Linked DNA regions of Mus musculus: regions 1 and 2 are each linked to region 3. The links are chromatin contacts, called in public promoter capture Hi-C maps. All regions are on one chromosome and are shown on one strand. The core of a region is the stretch at or near the end of the contact, and the rest is flanking DNA. Distances in the headings are between cores, read along the strand shown.

Evidence for each region. Promoter capture Hi-C pulls out the DNA fragments that hold promoters and counts their contacts.
Region 1: a contact with region 3 is called in a promoter capture Hi-C map of liver, with 4 times the contacts expected there. The contact joins the promoter of Gpr150 here to the promoter of Pdcd6 in region 3. A contact is called at or near these places in 4 of 39 promoter capture datasets (hippocampal neurons, liver and pre-B cells).
Region 2: a contact with region 3 is called in a promoter capture Hi-C map of pre-B cells, with 7 times the contacts expected there. The contact joins the promoter of 1700037F03Rik here to the promoter of Pdcd6 in region 3. A contact is called at or near these places in 3 of 39 promoter capture datasets (cranial neural crest, hippocampal neurons and pre-B cells), 1 of 484 Hi-C or Micro-C datasets (uterus) and 1 of 9 other capture datasets (adipose tissue).

The regions. Positions count from the first base shown.
Region 1 is chr13:76,055,345-76,058,576 of GRCm38.p6, forward strand. Gpr150 (G protein-coupled receptor 150) reads right to left here and starts at 1,652. Exons shown (of 1, transcript NM_175495.2): 1 at 1-1,652. The coding sequence starts at 1,480. The coding sequence ends at 197.
Region 2 is chr13:75,705,689-75,708,563 of GRCm38.p6, forward strand. 1700037F03Rik (a long non-coding RNA gene) reads right to left here and starts at 1,469. Exons shown (of 3, transcript XR_873683.1): 1 at 1,391-1,469. It overlaps Ell2 (elongation factor for RNA polymerase II 2), which reads left to right and starts at 1,796. Exons shown (of 12, transcript NM_138953.2): 1 at 1,796-2,109. The coding sequence starts at 1,963.
Region 3 is chr13:74,315,257-74,318,593 of GRCm38.p6, forward strand. Pdcd6 (programmed cell death 6) reads right to left here and starts at 2,070. Exons shown (of 6, transcript NM_011051.3): 1 at 1,851-2,070; 2 at 1,074-1,135. The coding sequence starts at 1,951.

The DNA.
Region 1 (3,232 bases), core at 402-2,901, 1.7 Mb after region 3:
ACCAGAGGGAAGAAAACTAACGGGAAGTGAAAATCATGCCCTTACTAGAAGGAAATAACTGTCGCATACAGGATGCGGGCCGCTTCAGTAGTTCCTGCAGACAGTTCCACTCTTGGTGACTTAGGCAGATCACTTACACCCTCCGTTGTCTGAAGGCTGTGCTACAGTGGCCAAGGACCTGTCCGTTCAGCAGTTCCTAGAAGGCACTTTCACAGGAGCAGGGCGGCGGTCTGGGGCGTGGCGGGGGTGGGCGCAGGCAGCCCTGGTTCCGCTCCTCCCGCCGGGCATGGTGATAATGAGGGTGGGGCCAGCGATGGCGGTGGAGTGCCTGGTGGTCCCCAGCCCATTCGCTGATATCGGCTTCTTCCTCCCGCACGCAGCACAGAACTCCTAGGCGCCTCCGCAGCCTCCGCCAGAGACGGCAGTCGCCCGCCTGGAAGAAAAGGTAGATCAAAGGGTTGATGGCGCTGTTGGCCACCTCTAGGACGCGCATCGCCGCCACCAGGCTCTCTCTCTCCCAGTCACCCGCGGGCTTCGATGACCAGGCGGCTGCCAAGCGAGCGGCGAAGTAGGGCAGGTCGCAGCCCACGAAGAGCAGTGCCAGCGCCAGGCTCATTTTCAAGCTTTGCACCTTGGCTTGGGGCAACGCGCTGGGCAAGGAGGCTCTGGCCATACTGGGCGACCAGGGCATCCTAGCCACCGGAGCCTGAGACCCACGCTGCCACCAGACACACAGCAGGTGGCCGCAAGAGAAGCCTAAGAGAGCGACCGGCGCCGCGAAGCCCACGATAGCTTCATAGAGCGCGTAGACCTGCAGGTGCCAGCGCGGCAGGGGCGCGAAGATGCCCCTGCAGCAATGCTTCCCTGGCCAGGCATTGGCGGTTGAAGATGGAGGAGCATCCCAGCGCACCACGAAGGTCGGAGGCAGCGCCAGTAGCAGAGCCAGCAGCCAGCTCAGGGCAGCCAGGGCACGTGCTGGCAACTGAGGGCCCTGAGGAATGCGCACCGCGAGCTGGCGCTCCAAGGCAATGAGCGCCACCAGGTGGGCGGAGGCGCCCCGCCCCGATGCCTGCAGCAGATGGGAAAGGCGACAAGCCAAGTCGCCCAGAGCCGGTCTCGGGTCGCCCAGCAGCTCCCAAGCCAGCTGCGACAATGCTGTTCCTCCACTTGCGTACAGGTCAGCCGCTGCTAGCTGCACAAGCAGGAAGTCCATCTTGCGACGCTTGGGACCCGGCCAGGGTCCGCTGCTACCGCCGCACAGGCGGCAGAGCACAGTGGTGTTGCCAGCTACCGCGGCCACCAGGATGATCCCCAAGAAGACCAGATGGATCCGGTGGCTGGGTGGCCCGCGTGGAGGCGAATGCGGTCCTGGGACAGAGGCTCCTTGCTCAGAAGTCAGGTTGAGACTCCAGCTTGGCTGAGTGGGTACAGAAAGGTTGGATGCGGGATTCAGAATTGCGAGGCTGAAAGGATCTTCCATCCTTAATCCGGAGGAAAGAGAGATACCGCTTAAAAGGCCAAAGTCTATGAGAGGTGGCGCGGGCCACACCGCTGGGTCTCGGCGATTTCCCAAAGTTAGTTGAAAAAGCACACACACCCAGGGTGAGATGGATACGCGTGGATTTGCGCTTAGTTGTTTGTATAGGTTGTTCTTGGTATTTGTCACTCAAATGTGGGTTGTATATTCGAGGAACACACATGATCCCTATTCTCCACCTTCTCCGCTTTTCGCTTCCTCCCCCTCCCCACTGCCCCCCCCCCCATCCCAGCAGAGCATCTTTCTAATCCACACAGCCGCCTCCCTCAGTGGCATCCGTGGACCTCTAGGCTCTGGAAATCTTGCCCTGTGACATATAGCCAGAAAGAAAGTTGTGCATGTGACCACTGCAAAGGCTAACTAATGTTAACTCAGAATCAATTATGAGATAGATAGTTCCTCGGCTGAGATAGTATCCCCACCCCCAACAATTAATTGTGTGATTGCTAACAGGAAAAATTACAAATGCTACTTTTGATAAAAAAAAAAAGAAAAGAATTTTTTTTTTTGTAATGCCATACGTCTGCGCTAGCTTGAGAAATACAAGGACACAAGAAACCAAGCAGGGTTCCTCTATTTCTCCACTTCCGACCCTGCTGGGCCAGCAGTCTACCACAGAACTACAACCAGTCCTAAATAGTAGTAATAGCTTTTTGAGCAGAGTCATTAGGTGAGCCTTTGATAGGGGTATACCTTCCTCTGCCTGCAGTGCTAGGACTTTAATCCGGAGAGAACTATGGGCCCTCCCTTTGCCTGGCAATTAGGAACAGAGAGGTCTGCAGATGCTTTCCAGTACTCTCTTTACTAGCATCAGGGGATGGCAGCCGCTCTCTCCTCTCAGTGATGCAAAACTCATTTTGTCAGTCTGAAGACAGTACTACCAGATTTTTATACAAATGGTGGTTCATGGATTGAGTCCTTCCTAGTATTTTCTTCTAGTGATGGATGTGTCACGCGGGCTTCTCTGTCTCCTGATTCTGTTTTCCAGCAGATGGGAGGTTGCTGGGAGGGACTACGCCTCCAATAAGCCCAGAGAAAAGGTGACTAAGAAAACCATACAGCAGCCAATTTTTAAAAAAGAAATCCAGTTCACAGGAAATGGTTTAGATTTAATGCTGCCACTTTTAGCCTCATTTCACAAACAATTCACTTTTCCCGTTGGAAGCATCAGTTTGTGCATCCATCAAATTAATCATGGTGAAAGTAAAATTTCTTGTACTTCCTGGTCTTGGGCCAGGGAGGAATGGGTGTCTGTTGCTTCCCAAGCTGTGGGAATGTTTGCAACCTACAGATGCATGAATTAGGGGGACTTGGTAGGATTCGTACCACCCTGCTGGTTGCTGTAGAAATCTCATTTTCCTAAGGTCTATCATTTTGGCTGGAGACATGTGTCGTTTTTCATTATCTATCCAGATCCTCATATTGGTCCTGATACATGGCAGATATCAATCAGTCAATATATGTCCAGTTGATGAATTAGTACCAATTTAAGGCATATCAGATAACTTTGAGCAAAGTTCTGGTCCTGACTATAAATGTATCACATAAGATGCTTTTCATGCCTTTGGTGCCAGTATCATCTAGAAGAGCCCAGTAGGGTCTGAGGGTGTGTGGATGCTGATGTCTCTCTTTGCTGGAACATGAAGGAAGAGGAACAGTGGCTACAATGAAGAGTTTCTTGGTACCGTGTGCTCC
Region 2 (2,875 bases), core at 219-2,718, 1.4 Mb after region 3:
GAAACTAGACTTGATACTCAGACTTTTATTTAATAACCACACTACAGAAAGAATTCCTTCTGAGACTTTCATAGCAAGCATTCATAGAATGCTTGAGGGTCTGGAAAAGGGGGGATTTACTAAGGTGTGGGGTGAATATAGAATTAAAGGCAATTATAGCCCAAATTGTATTTAAAAGCTAGAAAAATACCATGTAAATATCTATAAAAAAAAAAAAAATCCAGAAAGACGATGGTAGGGCTTTACAATAATGAATGTCTCGATTTTTAAAACAAAAAGGGATATCTTCTTTTTTTTTTTTTTTTTTGGTTTTTCGAGACAGGGTTTCTCTGTATAGCTCTGGCTGTCCTGGAACTCACTTTGTAGACTAGGCTGGCCTTGAACTCAGAAATCTGCCTGCCTCTGCCTCCCGAGTGCTGGGATTAAAGGCATGTGCCACCACGCCCGGCCAAAAAGGGATATTTGTACAGAGTGCCTATCCCTGCTTTTAAATCTTTCACTTGTTTGTTTGTTTGTTTAGTTTTTGCTCTTGTTTTCTGAGACAGGGCTTGGTTTGAAGCCCAGGCGGGCCTAGAACCTACCTTCCACAGTCAATCTCCCAGCCTCAACTTGGCAATTGTTTGCTTTTTGTCTTGTGTTTCTGATCAGCCAATTAATTGACCTTCTCAGGGGAAACCTATCTAGTCTATCCGCACACAGCTTAAAGAGGATTGCTGTAGGCACCCTCCTTTAGCCATGCCCACACACAGTGTAAACTGAAGTGGAAACTAAGCCAAGCCTCCTTACACTTTGGCCTCTACCTCCTCCATTTAAACTCAGTAAGACCTCCTAGCCTAAATAAAACCAATGAAAGACACAGATCTCAAAGAAGACTCAGAGAATGGGTGGTATCATTGTTTCTTTTTACCTACCTCAAGGTCAGTTATACTCTTCAAGGGCCTTTGAAAGAAGAAACCCCGAACAGTATGGTTTCCCCATGACCCATAAAAAGGCATAACCCTGATCATATGATGAGCTCCAGTGCATATTCTATTCCTTTGAAGTCACATACATGTATGAGTTGATTTTGAAAGACTCTAAGGTCCAACTCTATTTATTGTATCATGACCACCACTCAAAACACATTTAATGCACTGGTATAATTTTGTGCTTAAGTTTTCCACACAGTCTCACACAACTACTGAAGACTACAGCTGACTTGGTAATTTCAAGTCTGGAATTAAAAATAAACAAACAAACAAACAAACAAACAAATAAATAAACCTTTGTGCCACCCCAGTACTGAACTTCCTTTTAAGGAAAAGCTCTCTTGAGACAGCCTACGGTGTCTGCACCACAGAGCATATCAAGACCCAAAGCTTGTGCAGCTGTCAGGAAACAAAATCCGTACTTGGTCATCTGTCCTGCCTTCACCCCTACCGAATGGGGATCTTCACTTCGTACCGCAAGAACAGGTTGACCTATGTGTTCGGTCCACTATTACCTCTCAAGGGGCGGGGCTCCGACTTAGGCTCACTTGGTAACCTTGACACCCAATTAGCAGGGTTCTGCCCCAAATCGGTCCAGCCAATCGCCGCAGGAGAGCCAAGACGAGACATGACGTCAGATAAGATTAACTCGACGCGTCACCCCGACGTCAACCTCTCCTCTGTCGGACGTCCCGTCCTGAGAGCAAAACTCCTGCGACTTTGGGCCCCGCCCCCTTGAGGTGAAGAGCAGCCAATGAGGGAGGCTCTGTGGGGATTCAGACCAATGAACAGAGTCCAGGGCGGGGTGCGGGCTCGAGGGTGGGGCGGCCCGCAGCTGTGGAAGCCCGAGGTCTAGCTGCGCGCAGTATATGACAGTACGTCAGCAGCGGGATGGCCGTAGCTGTGGCGGCGGCTGCAGGAGCCCGAGCAGCCGCGGCCGCAGTGGAGGCTGGAGCCCGAGCGGCGTCCGCGGTGGCACCCCGGGGAGTTTAAGATGGCGGCGGGGGGGGCTGCGGGACTGCGGGAGGAGCAGCGGTACGGGCTGGCGTGCGGGCGGCTGGGGCAGGACAACATCACCGTGCTGCATGTGAAGCTCACCGAGACGGCGATCCGGGCGCTGGAGACTTACCAGAGCCACAAGGTGAGCGGCCGGCCGGGCAGCGCTCGGGGAGGCGGCGGCCACTGATCTTTCTGCCGGGCGCCTGGCGCCGCGCCGGTGGGGCGCTGGCTCCCGCTGCTGCCTCCGCACCCGCCGAAGGGAACGAGGCCAGCCGCGGGCGCCGACGCCGCGGTCCGGGGCCTCTGGATCGAGGGCGCGGGCGGGCGGCCCCTTGTGGCGGGGTCGGCCTGGCCGGGGCTGCGCGGCCGCTGCGGGACTTTCCGACAGCCGCCCGCGGGGTTTCTGGCTTGTTTGGTCCGGAGGAGGAACCGGGTCCTTTGGGAGAGAAGTGTGGCGATCGCCTTACCCTCGGAGGGGGCGCACGGAGCTACCAGTAAAGAAGCGAGGGTCGGAGGCCGCGAGCGGTCAGAGTTTTCTGGGAAACGCGGAGGGATGGCTGAGTCGCTGAGCGAGGGGCAGCGGCACTCCGTGGGGGTGAAGACATAACTAGTACTCTCAGGGACTCGGAGACACTGGCACCCCTATTGCAGGCGAGAGTGTACATGGTGTACTCGGGAAGGCCGGGACACTGGCGCTGCGAGGAGGGGGAGGGGGACACACCTTGCACTCTCGGGGACTCGGGGACTCCAGCTCTGTGGGTTGGGTTCCCGGAGACACACCGCATACCGAGTGGCCGCAAACCGACACCTCATCTCCGGGAGAGACACCAGAAGACTCAAAATCAACTAGAGCCTGAAACAAGACGGCCGGGTCTGGGGAAAGGAATTCTCAGAAGCTCCGCGTAGCC
Region 3 (3,337 bases), core at 820-3,319:
ATGACAATAACACCAGCAAGAACATGACTCCATGAAGAGCTCCATAAAAAAGCCACAATCTTCTCAATTCTCCTGGGAGACAGTGTTCCTCACATTATACAAATACCTCCCCTTGCTCCTGCTGACAGCATCTCCCATATCTCTATTTCCTAAACTGGTCCCCGAGTTTTAATGTTTATATGTATATGTATATGTATGTGTGTGTGCATAATGTATGTTAACATATTATACAACAAAATATTAATATAGTATTTTATAGTAAAAATAATCCTACTTTACACTCATTGGTGTGAGAGTGTCACATCCTCTGGAATTGGAGTTATGTGCAGTTGTGAGCTGCCATGTGGGTGCTGGGAATTAAACCCAGGTCCTCTGGAAGAGCAGCCAGTGTTCTTGACCTTTGAGCCATCTCTCCAGCACCCCCAGCTCAGTGCACCCTTCTTTTAAGTTTTAGCAGGGTTTTTTTTGTTTGTTTTTTTGTTTTTTTTTTTTTGTTATTTCGAGACAGGGTTTCTCTGTATAGCCCTGGCTATCCTAGAACTCACTTTGTAGACCAGGCTGGCCTCCAACTCAGAAATCCGCCTGCCTCTGCCTCCTGAGTGCTGGGATTAAAGACATGCGCCACCACCGCCCGGCAAGTTTTAGCAGTTCTTATAGCAAACATACTTCCACAAAAGTACCTAAGGACCATCTTGAAGCCTTTCAAAAACTAAGCAATTACTTCTAAATGTCACCTGACAATTTGTCAGTGTCCCCGATGATCCTCTTCAGAACAGTTGCTAAGACTGATAGCAGGTCAAAGGCCTTCTAGATAAGTGAGGGACCTCTGTTGCACAGAGCTAACCTTTTTCACTCTTGGGCAAGGTCTACACTATAGCTCCCATTTCAGAGGCTCACATACATTTGTTCTGGAGCTCGGTAAGGCAGCAATGATAATTAAGAAAATACAAACACAGAAGCTTAGCAAACACCTTTACCTTATACCGGTAATGGCAATTTAGTCTTAAGGACTTCTTTGGAAATAATTCCAGGAAGGAAACTGCTTACTGTGAATGAATCAGGCTTCAACTCACCATTGGATAATGCTTGCTGAAGCTCATTGTCTGAAATCACTCCACTCCTGTCTTTATCAACCCTACAAAAACAAACAAACAAACAAACAAACAGAAAACAGGTAAGCTGGTGATTAAATGTAAAGGAAGTATTAAAAATAAAACATAGCCAAGACATCATTTTCATCAATCTACACTAGGTCTGGAATGTTACTCTGGCCAGACCTTCCTCTTTGCTCAGCTGGAATGTCACACGCCCCCAGGTGTGCCAGAGACTAATGAACAACCAGAAGCAGTAGGAGGGGTTGAGTCATCTTTTCTCTATTCCTTTCAAGCTTTCTGTTAGCTCTTCAAGTCTGCTTAATTTATACCTGCACCAGTTCATCATAATAGGTAAAGAAAGATTCTCTAGGACGAATAAGTCATTCTTTGGCACGAGTCAGTGGAAAGACAATCAGTCATTCAGAAGGACGGCCAGGGACAGAAGACATGCAATAGCAGCCAGCTCTTTTCACTGATGCCGTTTTCCTGATTCAAGATTTGTCCTGTTTCTAACGCAAGCACCTGACCCTGTAGGGCGACTGTTCCGCGCCCTTCGGCCCTGGGCAAAGTCACTGCCAACATGACCCTGAACCCTGTGCTATTGTAGAAGAGAGAAAGTCGGGGATGGAGGGGAGTAGGAAGGACTGGGAAGGAGGTCGGGGGATGAAGGGCTGGGGAGAGGGAGGACTGGAGAATAGGCCCTGAAAACTGAGGACCGACCCAAGGGCCGAAGGAGCTGAGCGGCGCTGGCCTTACCGCTGGAAGACGTTCCACAGGAAGCTCTGGTCTGGCAGTGCAGCTCCAGCAGCAGGGCCGGGGCCACCACCCGGGCCTGGGCGGTAGGAGTAGGCAGCCATGGGCTGATGCACAGCGGCAACGCGGCCCAGCTCCACAAGCTATGCTTCCGCCTCAGTTATGGGGCAGGACCAGGAGCCCACAACTTCCTGGGAACAACGGAAGCGCGCACCTTTGAGTCACTTGGCAGGCGTGGTCCGTTGCCACGCAACGTCTGGAGGGCCTTGGGGTTAGTCTGAGCTCCGCCTCCTACTCTTGCCCGGCCTTGGGTGTCCCTTTCCTTTTCAGCCCCACCCCGCTCCGCCCTCCTGTGTGTCTCAGCCCGAAGCTGCGGCGGGTGAGCTCAGAAGAGACCACGCCATGAGGGGCCGACCCAAGCTTACAAAACGCCTCGACCTGTAACGGAAAGTGGTGAAAGCTTTCACTTGGACCGACGGCTTCCCTTTACGTCTGCATTAGTATTTAGTGCGAATGTGATGTGCACCAACCGCATGAAGTCCTCGGCGGAAACGCAAAGTGCATTTTGTGCACTCTGGAGTTTGTCCGTCTGTCCATACTACACCTTCTTGCCTTCCCACTTGCTTATATCGGTTTATGCCCAGCCTCCCTAGGTTTGCAGTGACTTCATTTGTAAATGGCCCGAGTGAGGTTTGGTCCTGAGGTGAGAGCTGTGTTTTCTCCACCCCTTACTTGGACTTCTGTACTTTTGGTGGTTACTCCTTTTAATTATAAGTATTCCTTCTTTCGTTCTAGATACTAATTCTATGGTGCTTTTATAGTTTGGAATGTCCCTAAATGGGAAAATGCATAGCATTGGGGCAACTACCAACCGGTCACATTCACGGGCTGTCAGGCCATCCTTCCACCTAAATCTGAATACTGTGAATAGCTCAAGATACAGATTACTCCGTTCTGCCATAGGATTATTCCAGCCTTCCTGTAGTCCTCATCCAGGGACAGACTTATAATAAGAACTGCTATGCTGTCTTTATGGGGGGTTTGTTTACCCCATAACTAAAGAAGAGGGTGAAGAGACCAAGGGCCAAGAGTATGGCCTTGTACATCTGAAACTTCCATGTGGATAATCATCCATTATTTAGCACAGCTATAGATCTGATCAAGTCCCAACTGTATCGTTTTCTGCTCCATTTCTCTTGTTCTTAGGACATCTTAAGAGACTTTCAAATTGCTCAAAGAAACATCTTATAGCTTTGACATTTACCTCAAAATCTACAAAATTCTTTAAGAAAGGTAGATTTTTTTTCCAGGATTTGGCGAATTCATTTTTTATAATTTCTCATAAACTGTTCATCTCACTTTTGAATAATCTTTTAGACTTTTCTGGTTCTTTTATTTAGAATCTGAGATCTATTTTTATTCTGTCCTCTCTCTGGCTCCTTTTCTCTTTACCAGAAATACAAAAATATTAATCATAATTTTCCTACTTG